Regions from separate parts of the Macaca mulatta genome. Here region 2 is linked to region 1. A link is a contact called in public Hi-C data. All regions are on one chromosome and are shown on one strand. Each heading gives the region's core, a stretch centred on a gene start, on an enhancer-like site or on the middle of the called end of the contact. The rest is flanking DNA. Distances are from core to core; before and after follow the strand shown.

Region 1 (6,645 bases), core at 1,541-4,040:
CGCTTGGTGCTCATGGGCACAGCTCCTCGGAGAGGGGAGCTGGGGAAAAAAGAGAGCCTGGTGCACCCCACCCTCTTGGCCCCTTCCCAAGGATATGCCTGCCTGAGCCTGCAGCATCAGCCAGGAGCCCCAAGCCCATTACTGTCTCAGCTGGTGCTGGTCCCCCCTCTCCTGGGCCATCCAGCAGCGTACTTCGGAAGTCTGGACCCTGAACTGCAGCCCCAATACCATCTCAGCTCACGCCTAAGCCCCACCGATTCGCCCCACCCCGTGTTCATCCTGCAGACCAGCCCTGAGCACCCAGCCAAAGCTCCTGCGGCCCTTGGTCAGGCCCACCCTGGTCCCCCACACGCACCTGGCGTCCAGGCCCCGAGTCACCCCCAAGGCGGCCCGCGGGAGGCGCTGGGCCCCACCCTGGGGGCCTCGCTCCAAGGGCTGCTGAAGGATCATTGGGTTTTGGGGTCCTGCGGGTGGGATCTGGGCGACAGGGGAGGAGTCTCTGAGGGCGTGGCCCAGCGAGGATGGGCGTGGCTTTAGGCGGGCACAGCGGCGAGGTTCTGCGCGGGCGCCGAAGAAGGGCGGCGCGTGGCGGAAGGCAGGCTTGCTCCTCGGGGTGGGGGAGGGTATCCGGCTTAGCGGGGCTGCGGTGGACACCACTTCTTAATGTCGGGGGTCTTCGCGGCGCTCACCTCGGCTCCTGGGGTTCAGGACGGTACGCAGCAGCCCCCTTCGCGCCGAAGGCAGTAGGGCGCCACGGAGAGGAACCGCTGTAGGCACGTAAGGCCTCGTGAAGTTGCGTGGCACGCGGAGCACTCTGGGACTTGTAGTTCTGGAGATGGAGCGAGCTGTGCCGCTCGCGGTACCGCTGGGTCAGGTGAGACGGACGTGGTGCGCGTTGCCTTCTGGGATTTGTAGTCCATTCATGGCTGGGACGGGGCGGGCAGGGAATTGTGCCCTTTGAGTCCTATTTTGCCTGGGCTATTTGTGGAACTCAGACGCTGACCGGGGGGCGGGAGAGTAACCCAGAAGTGCCTCAGGGGCTTAACGCAAGACAGAGAGTAGGGATTATAAATCAGTACGTTTTTCTATGTTGGGGTAGTAGAGCCACCCCTATTTTTTTTTTTTAATTTTCTAGTTCCTGCAAAGCACTTTTTTTTTTTTTGAGACGGAGTCTCACTCTGTCAACTAGGCTAGAGTGTAGTGGCACGATCTCAGCTCACTGCAACTTCCGCCTCCTGGGTTCAAGCGATTCTCCTGCCTCAGTTTCCTGAGTAGCTGGGACTACAGGCGTGTGCCACCATGCCCAGCTAATTTTGTGTTTTTAGTAGATACAGGGTTTTACCGTGTTGACCAGGCTGGTCTCGAACTCCTGACCTCAGGTGATCCTCCCGCCTCAGCCTCCCAAAGTGCTGGGATTACAGGTGTGAGTCACCATGCCTGGCCACATTTTTTTTTTTTTTTTTTTTGAGACGGAGTCTTGCTCTGTGCCCCAGGCTGGAGTGCAGTGGCGCGATCTCGGCTCACTGCAAGCTCCGCTCCCCCGGGTTCACGCCATTCTCCTGCCTCAGCCTCCCGAGTAGCTGGGACTACAGGCGCCCACCACCTCGCCAGGCTAATTTTCTTGTATTTTTAGTAGAGACGGGGTTTCACCGTGTTAGCCAGGATGGTCTCGATCTCCTGACCTCGTGATCCGCCCGTCTCGGCCTCCCAAAGTGCTGGGATTACAGGCTTGAGCCACCGCGCCCGGCCATTTTTTTTTTTGAGATGAAGTTTCACTCTTGTTGCCCAGGCTGGAGTGCAATGGCTCCATCTTGGTTCACCACAGCCTCCGCCTCCCAGATTCAAGCAGTTCTCCTGCCTCAGTCTCCCAAGTAGCTGAGATTACAGGCATGCGCCACCACTCCCAGCTCATTTTGTATTTTTAGTAGAGATGGGTTTCTCCATGTTGGTCAGGCTGGTCTGGAACTCCAGACCTCAGGTGATCCGCCCACCTCGGCCTCCCAAAGTGCTGGGATTACAGGCGTGAGCCACTGCGCCCGGCCCCACATTTTTAAATTTTTTGTTGAGACGGAGTCTCACTATTTTGACCAGGCTGCTCTCGAACTCCTGGCCTCCCCAAGCAGTGGATGACAGGCATGAGCCACCACACCCGGCTTCAGCACTGAGTGACAGCCCCATGGAAAGCTCTTGTCTATACACTAGCTCATCTAATGGTGATGGAATCTTCTGTGAGCTCCACTTGACAGTTGAGGAAGCTGGTAGGAGAGTGCTGGGTGCTTGCTCAGAGGTCCCTGAGGCATCACCTCGACTCGCCCCTTCTTCAGTGTCTTCTTGGAGCCGCCCATGGGACTGCATGGGCAAGTGCTGGCTTGGGGCCGGGCCGCCTCAAAAGAGGGCTGAGAAGTCAGGACAGTGGGAGGCCTGGCAGGTGTTGGGGGAAGCAGGAAGGAGTCTGTGGCTGGGAGGTTTCATACATCCCAGGCAGGCCTCATCCAGTTCTTCCCTGCAGACAGAGGTGTTCCAGGCCTTGCAGCGGCTCCATATGACCATCTTCTCCCAGAGCGTCTCACCGTGTGGGAAGTTTTTGGCGGCTGGCAACAATTATGGGCAGATTGCCATCTTCAGGTACCCTCTGCCGCTGTCCACCCATTAGCCCTGGCACTTGGCCCTCATGGGACGGATGCCCCTGTTTCTGACTCCTGGGTCCCCTCCGCTGTCCCCTGCAGCTTGTCCGCTGCTTTGAGCTCCGAAGCCAAAGAGGAAAGTAAGAAGCCGGTGGTGACTTTCCAAGGTGGGTATAGCTGTGGAGTCTGGCTTCGGGACTTTGGGTGGAATTGGTCAACTCAGTTCTGCATTTCTCTTTAGCCCATGATGGGCCTGTCTATAGCATGGTCTCCACCGATCGACATCTGCTTAGTGCTGGGGATGGGGAGGTGAAGGCCTGGCTTTGGGCGGAGATGCTCAAGAAGGTAAGGAGTTGAGCTCGGGAAAGGGCTGGGGTGCCGGGACCCAGAGAGAGCCTTTGAGGTCAACTGGTATTTTCCCTTTTGAAGGGGTGTAAGGAGCTGTGGCATCGGCAGCCTCCATACAGGTGAGCCAGGGCCACATGGATAGAGGGGGCATCGGGGTGAAGTGACTTCCTCACTGACCCTGCCTTTCCTTCCCCAGGACCAGCCTGGAAGTGCCCGAGATCAATGCTCTGCTGCTGGTCCCCAAGGTCTGAGCCCCATGTGACTGTTCTTGTCCAAACTTTGATCCTTCACCCTCTGCCTACCCTGATTTGACATTGACTTCCTGCCTCACCCTGCTCCCTCCACAGGAGAACTCCCTCATCCTGGCTGGGGGAGACTGTCAGTTGCACACTATGGACCTTGAAACTGGGACTTTCACGGTGAGCAGGGTCTTGGAGCCCTAGAGCAGGTCCAGGCCAGGGAGAGGCACTCTTCCTAGGTCTCCTCCTGACATCGCCCCTCTACATGCAGCGGGTCCTCCGGGGCCACACAGACTACATCCATTGCCTGGCACTGCGGGAAAGGAGCCCAGAGGTGCTGTCAGGTGGCGAGGATGGAGCTGTTCGACTTTGGGGTAAGGAGGTGGCTGGCTGGAGGGCAAGATGGCAGTGAAGGAGGCTGAGGTGAATGGGGCACCACTCACAGTTCTTTCCCCGCAGACCTGCGCACAGCCAAGGAGGTCCAGACGATCGAGGTCTATAAGCACGAGGTGAGGGTCTGTCCATGGCCATTGTCCTCTTCCCCTCCCGCTCCTTGAATTCTGCATGTCTTCACCTCTTTCCCTCCCCCGCCGCCCAGGAGTGCTCAAGGCCCCACAATGGACGCTGGATCGGATGCTTGGCAACTGATTCCGACTGGATGGTGAGCTGGGCAGACTGTGGGATTGGATGGCAGCTCCGGGCCCTGTCAGCTGTGGGCCTGTAGTTCACAGCTGGGGACTCCCACCTTTCTGTCCAGGTCTGTGGAGGGGGCCCAGCCCTCACCCTCTGGCACCTCCGATCCTCCACACCTACCACTGTCTTCCCCATCCGGGCGCCACAGAAGCATGTCACCTTCTACCAGGACCTGGTGAGTCCCTCTCTCTCACTTCTGCCACCCCAACTGACTCTTCCCTTCAGTCGTGACCCCCGAGCACCTTCCCTGTCCTCTGCAGATTCTGTCGGCTGGCCAGGGCCGCTGTGTCAACCAGTGGCAGCTGAGCGGGGAGCTGAAGGCCCAGGTGCCTGGCTCCTCCCCAGGGCTGCTCAGCCTCAGCCTCAACCAGCAGCCCGCCGCGCCCGAGTGCAAGGTGGGTCTGGCAGGGGCCATGGGGTGGCTGGGGCAGGGGTGTGGGCAGGCCAGTCATGCCCCTCTTTCCTCCAGGTCCTGACAGCTGCAGGTAACAGCTGCCGGGTGGATGTCTTCACCAACCTGGGCTACCGAGCCTTCTCCCTGTCCTTCTGACCTCCGACAACATCCCCAGCCAGCCCAGGGTTTTAGAGTGTTTTTCATTTTCTTTTTTACAATAAAGTTTCAGGCTTTTTTTCCATGCTCTTTCTTTCCACGAATGGAGGCTAAATCGGTGGAGTGATTTATATATTACTCTGTCCCATCTTGATACATAAATACCCAGCCCCATCCCTGCCCTAGAAAAGATAGACCTATATTGATTCGGAAAATAGCTCTGTTCACCTGCCCCTGCCACCCACCAGGGGCTCCTGCCCCACAAAGCTGGCCCCTGCTCCGGATGAGCCCCTGCTGCCGATGAGCCCTTGCCCAGCATCCTGGGGTGGGGAGGGCATCATCTCCTTTTGGAAGATAATCCAGGCCCTGTCACTTAATTGGCCAGAAGAGGAAAGTGAGCCCCTAAGCGGGCAAGGGCAGCCCCTGGGCCCAGCCGTCAGGTCCTTCGGAAGAGGTTGCTGAGAAAGCCACCGGCGGGCCCGGGGCCCAGGCGCAGCGAGAAGCGGGGCGCGGCACGGCGCGGGGTCGACGACGACGCGGCGGCGTTCAGTTCCTTCTGGCGCTGTGAGCGCAGCTGCTGCCCGATCACCACCTGCATGTCGTCCTGCGGGAGGCCGTGGTCGGCTCAGCACCGGTCCAGCCCCCTGCCCTCCTCCGCACACGGACCCCGCCCCTCACCTGCCAGGCCTCCAGCTCCTGCGTGAGCGCCACCTTCTGGCGGATGGCGCGCAGCAGCTCCCGGTACAGGGAGTCTCGCTCCAGCGAGACGCGGTTGAGCTCCAGGGACAGCTCCAGGGCCCTAGGCGGGGAGGGGCGGACGACGCGTTTGAGGGCACTAGGGCTTCAGGGAGCCGGGGTGGCGGGGGAATTCTGGACCCGAACGGGAGGAGGGCTGCCAACACCTAGCTCAAGGAGGTCAGTGGGCCCCTGGGTGGGAGTGGGGATCATTATAACCCGTATCAGAAGAGGAATCAGGAGCCCAGGAGGGCCCAGAGGGCGCTGTGGTGGTGGTGGATGGCTTGAGGCTTACTTGTTCACGGCCTCGTCCCGGTCTGAGAGGGCACTGTGCAGGGCCTCCCCAGGGTCTTCCTGCGCCCGCAGCTCCTTCTGCCTCTGCAGCTCTTCCCGCAGGGACTGCAGCTCTGCCTGCTGCAGCAAGATCTGTGAGCAGAGGAGGGGCCGTGCGGCAGATGAGCCAATGGGCCTTTCAGTCCCTGCTTCTCCCAGCAGCCCCGACTCTGGCTTTCCCCAGCCCTCCTCTGCCTGCGACAGACACCCCAGGCAGCTGTAGCCCTGTGCTGGAGACTCCAAGATGAGCCCTCTGAGACCCTCAGGCTGGTGCAGGGTGGGGTGGAGCAGGGCTAGTGGGAGTGGTATAACCCTGCAGGAGGGATGCAGGGAGAAGCAGTGGAAGTGGAACTAAGCGGGGAGGTGCTGTCTAGGAAGTCTTCCTGGAGGAGGTGGCATGCAGGCTGGCTCTTGAAGTAAGTTTGTTGAGATGAAGACCGATCCAGGTATAGGGGAGCTTAGTGGGCAAAGGCTGGGAAGTGGACATGGGAGACAGAAACTGACAGCTAGAGGGGCCCTGCATCCAGCACAGTGCCCTCTCCCCCACCTCATCTTGCAGCTTGGCCACTTCCGCCTCCTTCTCCTCCAGTATCTCCGCTGGGCTGAGGGATGTTCGCTTCTTGGGGGGCTCTAAGCTCTCTTCCGGGGGTGAAGGCTGGGGACTGGATACCTCTCGGGTCTTTGGGGACCGGGTGGTCTGTGGGCCAAAGAAATGGGTTAGTGGTGTGGAGTCTATTAGGGAAAGGAGGAAAGGCGGAGCCTGCGACCCTCTCGATGGCACAGGTAAGGGGGCTGAGGGCCCACGAGCTCACCGGGGTGTCTCCCCGTGCTTCGGCGCTCTGGCCCTGGTCGCCGTCCTCGAGGCTGTGGGCCAGTTCTGACTGCAATGAAGCACCCGACACGTCGGCGTCCTGGAGGCGTGACTCCTCCTCCAGTTCGGAGACGCGCCGCTGCAGCCTCCGCAGCGCGCTCAGCGCCTCCTCGGCCTCGGACCGTGCGCGTTCCAGCTGTGGACGGTCCCGCAGACGGAAGCGCAGGTGGTCAGCGGGACGCACCCAGCGCCGGCATCCCGCGGCAGGTCCACGCGGGGGCGCCGTGGAGGGCCCCGCACCCCGTCGGCCCA
Region 2 (6,645 bases), core at 1,288-3,787, 100 kb after region 1:
GAAAATAACAGGCAATTCACAAAAGGATAAATAGAAATAATACTTGAAAAAAGAAAACATATCCAGCTTCCCTAGAAATCAAGGAAATGGTAACTATATTCATGGAATTTCTCCCATTGGGCTGTTGCACAGAATAAGCGTGAGATGTAAAGGACTCAGCTCACTGCCTGGCAATATAAACACTCCATACATGGTAACTATCATGATTTAAAAGTTTAATAGGATAGGCACAGTGGTTCTCACCTGTAATCCCAGCACTTTGGAAGAAGGCTGAGGCAGGCAGATCCCTTGAGGTCAGGAGTTCAAGACCAGCCTGGCTAACCTGGTAAAACCCCATCTCTACTAAAAATACAAAACTTAGCCTGGTGTGGTGGCATGCACCTGTAATCCCAGCTACTAGGGAGGCTGAGGTGGGAGGATCGCTTGAACCTGGGAGGTTGCAGTGAGCCACGAAATTGCAGCACTGCACCAAAAAAAAAAAAGTTTAATATGTATTACTGTGGACCTGGGGACGCTACATCAAGCTGTTTCCCAGTTGAACTGGAATGCCACAACAAAGGCTGAACACTGTAAATGTCCAAATCTGGAGGAACAGAGGAAGGTAAACATTTGATTCTCAAGTGGAAGATCAAAGCATTACATTCTTTCTGGAGGACAGTTTAGAAATATGTACACAAAGTAATTTGGCAATTCCATTTCTGGTTGTTCTCAGGGAAATGTTCAAGCAAATGCATAAAGGTGTATGTAGAAGCATATCTACAAATACAGAAAGATGGAAACAATGTAAGTGTCCAAGGGTGGCAGACTTAAAAGATGAAAATTCTGCCGGGCATACTGGCTCATGCCTGTAATCTCAGTACTTTGGGAGGCCGAGGCAGGCAGATCATCTGAAGTCGGGAGTTCGAGCCCAGCCTGACCAACATGGAGAAACCCCATCTCTACTAAAAATACAAAATTAGCCGGGCATGGTGACACATGCCTGTAATCCTAGCTATTCGGGAGGCTGAGGCAGGAGAACCGCTTGAACCCGGAAGGCAGAGGTTGCAGTGAGCCAAGATCGGGCCACTGCAGTGCAGCCTGGGTGACAGAGCGAGACTCCGTCTCAAAAAAAAAAAAAAAAATATATATATATATATATATATAAACTATATATAATATATATATACACATTCACAGACATATAACAACAGTAAAACTGTAAGAACAGACTAAAATATGAACAGTGCTTATTCCTGGATGGTCGTATTAGAAATGTTTTTTACCTTCATTCATTAAACAAATATTTACTAGGCATCTGCCATGTGCCAGGCACAATTCTAGGTGTTCGTGGTAGGGCATTAAAAAGTGTCTGCCCTCATGAACACTTATCGTTGAGTCGTGGGAAACAAATATTACACAAGTATATGTCAGGTAGTGATAAACATTAGGGAGAAAAGCAAGGCAGAGCTGAGGCTGTTTACAGAGCTCCGGGAGGCTTCCTTGAGGGGGTGACGTATGAGCAGAGTGAGGGAGCAAGCCTTGTGGCTATCATGAGAAAGCTATCTTTATGATTTGCCAATTAATTTTCTTAATTTTCTCTTCCAAGCATGCAACACCTACAAAATTAAGACAAAACAAACCAGGAAAGCTCTTTCCATTTATGAAAGATATCTGGAGCCTGAGATTATCTTCGGGTCGAGGCGTGGAAAGAGTGGGAGAGGATCCGAGGGTATGGAAAGGAGAACCCCGAGCCCCCCTGCTCTAGATCCCTCAGGGCCGTTGGATCCCTGACGCCCCGCAGCTCCTGGTGGACGAAGCAGCTGGTGGGAGAGCGCGGGACTGCGGCCAGGTCAGTGTCTTCTTGCCGCGTCCTGCTAAGGCGACCCGAAGACAGAGGATCGCCGCAGGAGGCTCCGCGCCCCTTACCCGACGGCATTTCCCAGGAAGCTACACGCCTCTCCAGGGAATTGGGAGGAGCGGGACCCAAGAGGCTGGAAACAAGTCTCCCAGGCCCAAGCTCCACCGCCCACGGCCTTTCGGCCCTCACCTACGAGTTGGCATAGAAAGACCGTGGCGGAAGGAAAACGCCGCTCCAGCGCATCCCTTCCGGCGGAGCAGGCGCTCCACTCGTGGCTAGGCCATATGCCCTCTCCTTTCCTCGGGCCAGCCTTGGCTTCCCCTTTTTGTCGCTCAAGGGCCAGAGGCGCAAGGAAATGTGAAAGAAAAGCGGCGACGAAAGAAAACAAAGCAAATCTAGACGCAAAACGTTGCCTTTCCTCCCGGATGCAGGTGTATGACGCATATGGCGTTTCCGTCTTCTAATAGGGAGCCTGAGAATTCTTCCTGTTCATTGGCCATCAGTCAGGGAGAAGGCGGGCTCAGTGAACGAACGGCTTTCTGGGAGCTAGGGAATGCTTGCGCCGCGTAGTTTCCCAGCGAGCCCTGCGACCACTTCCGGCGCCGAGAACTGGCGGCGGAAGTGGTGTCTCCTGGGCCGCCGTGGGCGTTGTGTGTTTCGGGGGCGGGGGCGGGGACGGGGGCTCTGGCCGCCTGGCTCCGACATCAAGCACCGGGCTCCGGGTGGCCGGGATCAGCGCCCCGAGGCAGAGGCCGGAGGGCGGGCGCACTACTAGGAAGTGCTGGGTCCCCCGCGCCGCTCTGCCCTCTTGGTCCGCGGGCAGACGCCCCTGCACGATCGCCGCTCGCCCCGCGGGCGAGGCTGCGGGGGACAGCACGGGGCTCTGGCTGGCTCGCCTTCCCGCCTGCCGTGTCCTGCTGAGCGACCCTGGTGAGTCCTGGCCCTCTTCGAGGAAAGTCTTCTTCGAAGTCACCAGAGGATGAGAATGGTGCACGCACCTTTCAGGGGTCTTGTGAGGAGCAGAATAAATAAAGCGCCTAGGGTGGACTAAATAATTGGAAACAACCCGAATGCATCACTTGAGTATTGATTAAGAAACTGGAGCGTATCCGTACCGCGGAAGCTCATAGTGCCGCTGTCTGTGCAGTAAGGTCTCATTTATGTAAAAACACATGAAGCACCTTCTTTTTCTTTTCTCCCCCCATGGATGGCTTTTTTAGTAAAAGCACAGAGAAAAGGTCTGGGACGTCACTTGTCAGACTGTTAAGTCGGGGGGTACAATTGCATTGAGGAAGGGAGAGTTTTACGGACTTCTGTATTGTTTGAATCTTCCCCCCTTTTTTATTACGATGGTTTGTATTTTTTTTTTTTTTCTTTTTACTTTTTTTTTTTTTTTGAGACGGCCTCAGTCTGTTGCCCAGGCTGGAGTACGGTGGTGCGATCATAGCTCATTGCAACCTCAAACTCCTGGACTCAGGAGATCTTCCCTCTTCAGCCTCCCCAGTAGCTGGGACTACAGGAGCCCCACCCGGCTTTTTTTGTTTTTTGGTACAGATGGCGTCTCACATTGTCTTCCCAAAGTGGTCTTGAACCCCTGGCCTCAAGCAATCATCCTATCTCTGTCTCCCAAAATGCTGGGATTACAGGCATAAACCACCAAGCCCGGCCAGTTTGTATTTGTATTGTTGAAACAAAAAATCGATTACTGAAAATTGCATAATACACTTTTCAGTAAAGAGTAACGATGTAAGGTATAAAGGTGTCATACATTTATATGTACCTGTGGATAAATGGCTTTGGATGGTGTCTATGAGGCCTTCTGTGACACCTCAGGGCCAGATGTGTTTTGGAATTCAGAGGTTTTCAAATTTGAGAAAACTAATATAGTGCACATACAATATATCAAGCACATCTCCAGAGGGATCTGGGGCAACACTAAATAATGAAACACATCAGTTAAAATTTTTTAATTAGGCAGGGCGCAGTGGCTCATGCCTGTAATCCCAGCACTTTGGGAGGCCAAGGCGGGTGGATCACAAGGTCAGGAGTTCGAGACCATCCTGACCAACATGGTGAAACCTCGTCTCTACTAAAAATACAAAAATTAGCTGGGCGTGGTAGCTGGTGCCTGTAGTCTCAGCTACTTGGGAGGCTGAGGCAGGAGAATCGCTTGAACCCAGGAGGCAGAGGTTGCAGTGAACCAAGATTGCACCACTGCACTCCAGCCTGGGCAACAGAGTGAGACTCTCTCAAAAAAAAAAAAAAAAAGATTTTTAGTTGATGTATAATGTCCATACAGAAAAACACATCAGTGGGTATAGCTCAATGAATTTTTATAAACTGAAGATATATGTTATTAATATTTCTGCCATAATTTTGAATATTTACATTTAGTGGAATAAATTGAGATTATAAATATGCTTATATCAGGTCAGGTGGTGCTGCCAAATGATTGATATTGGGTTTTGCTTTCAAAGAGTTATGAAATACCCGGGTTTTGTATTTCTGGCTTTGGGATGAGAGCTTGTGGGCCTGTGTTAATAGAGATAGTCACATGAGCAAGGCATTACAGTAAAGCCTAGAAAAGGCTTCAGGGCCATGAAAGGATGGGACTGGATGGCTCTACAGCCTGGGGTTTGCTCCTGTATTCCACATCCTTCCTCCTCAGTCCTGCCATTTTGCTCTTTCCCCAGGAGTACACATCCAGATGCCGGCCCAGCAACCACAGGGGATCCCTCTGGGAGACTAAAAGTACAGGTTCTGGGGCCCAGGTTGAGGCCGACCAACCCTGAGCCTCAGGCCAGGGGAATGGCAGCCCCCTTGGAGCCCCAGGACCAGACCTCTGGGGAGGGAGAAGGGCTTCTGATTGTCAAAGTGGAAGATTCCTCCTGGGAACAGGAATCTGCCCAGCATGAGGACAGCAGGGATTCCGAAGCCTGCCGCCAGCGCTTCCGGCAGTTCTGCTATGGGGATGTGCATGGGCCTCATGAGGCCTTCAGCCAGCTCTGGGAGCTCTGCTGCCGCTGGCTGCGGCCCGAGTTGCGCACCAAGGAGCAGATCCTGGAGCTGCTGGTGCTGGAGCAGTTCCTGACGGTGCTTCCAGGGGAGATCCAGGGCTGGGTGCGCGAGCAGCACCCAGGAAGTGGCGAGGAGGCTGTCGCCTTGGTGGAGGACCTACAGAAGCAGCCATTGAAAGCCTGGCCGCAGGTGAGGGGCCCTTCAATATCCAGAGTCACCTGGATGGTACCTGGCGAGTAGGTACCCTGCAGAGACAAGTCTCCTAGAGGCTCACAGGGTAGGGGAGACACAGAGCCCCCAGGAGCAGGCACACAAGCACAGCATGCCATGGGTGCCTTTCTGAAAGATGCAGTCCAAAGTAAATGTGATTTATTTTTTGCGGCTGTGGAAGGCAACAATAGGGCTGAAGTGTGAATGTTCCAGAAAGGAAGTTTTAGCTCCATGCAGGGTCTGCTGATGTTTATTTGCATTTTGCTCTAGGCCTGGCTCTGAGGACACTAGGGTGTGCAGAGAGCCAGCTCCAGAGTGGGGCTAGAAGGTGGAGCTGTCCGGGGCCCCAATTACCTTGTGGGATGTTGGATCCTTCATATTGGATGCATCTGGGGAGGTTCTGATGAGTGGCTAGGGGATGGGGTTGTGCCTTTGGCAGGAGGGTCCCCAGCTCCCCGCTTGCTAAGTGGCTGTGATTCTGGCCTTTCAGGGCTGGTTCTTGCCTCGTGAATGATCAGGGAGCGTCCTCGGGCAAACAGCATTGCCTGGTATCACATTCTCCTCTGGACTTTCCTGGGGCACCATATTGGTCTCCTTCCCACACCCCAGCATCCTGAGGGTCATGTCCTGTGTCTCCTTCCCAGGGAATAAACTCTGTCTCCCCCGGTCTGGTCTCGGGCTGATGAGCATATTGTGGTTCCTGCACAGGATGTGCCCTCGGAGGAGGCGGAACCCGAGGCTGCAGGCCAGGGATCTCAGGCCAAGGGGCCTCCCCCGATGGTGGGGGCACGGAGGCGGCCATCTGTTCCCCAAGAGCAGCACAGCCATAGCGGTGAGTAAGCCTCTGTCCTTGTGGGCAGTAGAGTGGCTGGGCAGGGACTTAGCTCTGTCACCAGCATTGCCCTAAGGGTCATAGGCAGGACAGCTCCCTCTGTGAAGTCTAGGGCATGTGTGAATGCGCACAGGTTGGGGAGGCCATAGGCATCGGTGTCAGGCCTGGGCTGGCCTTTCTAAGGCTCCATTCTTCTCCTTCAGCCCAGCCTCCTGCTCTTCTTAAAGAGGGGCGTACCAGAGAGACGACGGACACCTGCTTTGTCTCTGGGGTCCATGTGAGTCACCAGTCCCTTTGTCTTCTTTAAGGCACTTGGCTCTGTTGAGTTTGTAAAATGGGACTTACTGTCCCATCAGGCCTCTTTCATCTGACCCATCCTGTCCCCGCCAGTGCTGCTGGGAGGCCTGAGCAAGGGAGCCCTGAGCCAGGTCTTCTCGCCCCATTCCAGGGACCTGTGGCATTGGGAGACATTCCATTCTATTTCTCCCGGGAAGAATGGGGCACCCTGGACCCTGCTCAGCGGGATCTCTTCTGGGACATAAAGCGGGAGAACTCCCGGAACACCACCCTGGGTAAGCACCCAGGGCCTTTGGGTCCAGGCTGGCCGCCCCCCATCCTGTTGGAACTTCAGTCTTCTTTCCCACCCCATCCTTAGCTGGTTCCAAAGCAGCCTATCCCCAAGTCTTGCCAAGAGCCTGAGTAACTCCTTTCTTGGCTGACGATCAGTTTTTGTGCCTTTCCACGTGCA

What was found. Hi-C and Micro-C count contacts between places; a contact is called where the count stands out from the background.
Region 2: a Hi-C map of blood shows a contact between it and region 1, with 6 times the contacts expected there. The contact joins the promoter of ZNF213 here to the promoter of HCFC1R1 in region 1. A contact is called at or near these places in 2 of 14 Hi-C or Micro-C datasets (blood and liver).

Annotation. Positions count from the first base shown.
Region 1 is chr20:4,267,003-4,273,647 of T2T-MMU8v2.0, forward strand. HCFC1R1 (host cell factor C1 regulator 1) reads right to left here and starts at 2,791. Exons shown (of 6, transcript NM_001266213.1): 1 at 2,727-2,791; 2 at 2,510-2,625; 3 at 356-874; 4 at 1-39. The coding sequence starts at 450. It overlaps THOC6 (THO complex subunit 6), which reads left to right. Exons shown (of 15, transcript NM_001257916.2): 3 at 355-874; 4 at 2,510-2,625; 5 at 2,727-2,791; 6 at 2,866-2,969; 7 at 3,054-3,091; 8 at 3,169-3,217; 9 at 3,320-3,391; 10 at 3,483-3,585; 11 at 3,671-3,720; 12 at 3,810-3,872; 13 at 3,969-4,079; 14 at 4,165-4,299; 15 at 4,374-4,527. The coding sequence starts at 836. The coding sequence ends at 4,454. It overlaps BICDL2 (BICD family like cargo adaptor 2), which reads right to left. Exons shown (of 14, transcript XM_077985337.1): 10 at 6,335-6,529; 11 at 6,070-6,219; 12 at 5,485-5,615; 13 at 5,133-5,253; 14 at 4,485-5,058. The coding sequence ends at 4,891.
Region 2 is chr20:4,369,380-4,376,024 of T2T-MMU8v2.0, forward strand. It overlaps ZNF213 (zinc finger protein 213), which reads left to right and starts at 2,538. Exons shown (of 4, transcript XM_015125449.3): 1 at 2,538-2,767; 2 at 4,531-5,044; 3 at 5,774-5,897. The coding sequence starts at 4,646. LOC144337849 (a long non-coding RNA gene) reads left to right here. Exons shown (of 3, transcript XR_013411448.1): 3 at 1,309-2,270. LOC106994927 (a long non-coding RNA gene) reads right to left here and starts at 1,135. Exons shown (of 2, transcript XR_001441618.3): 1 at 244-1,135.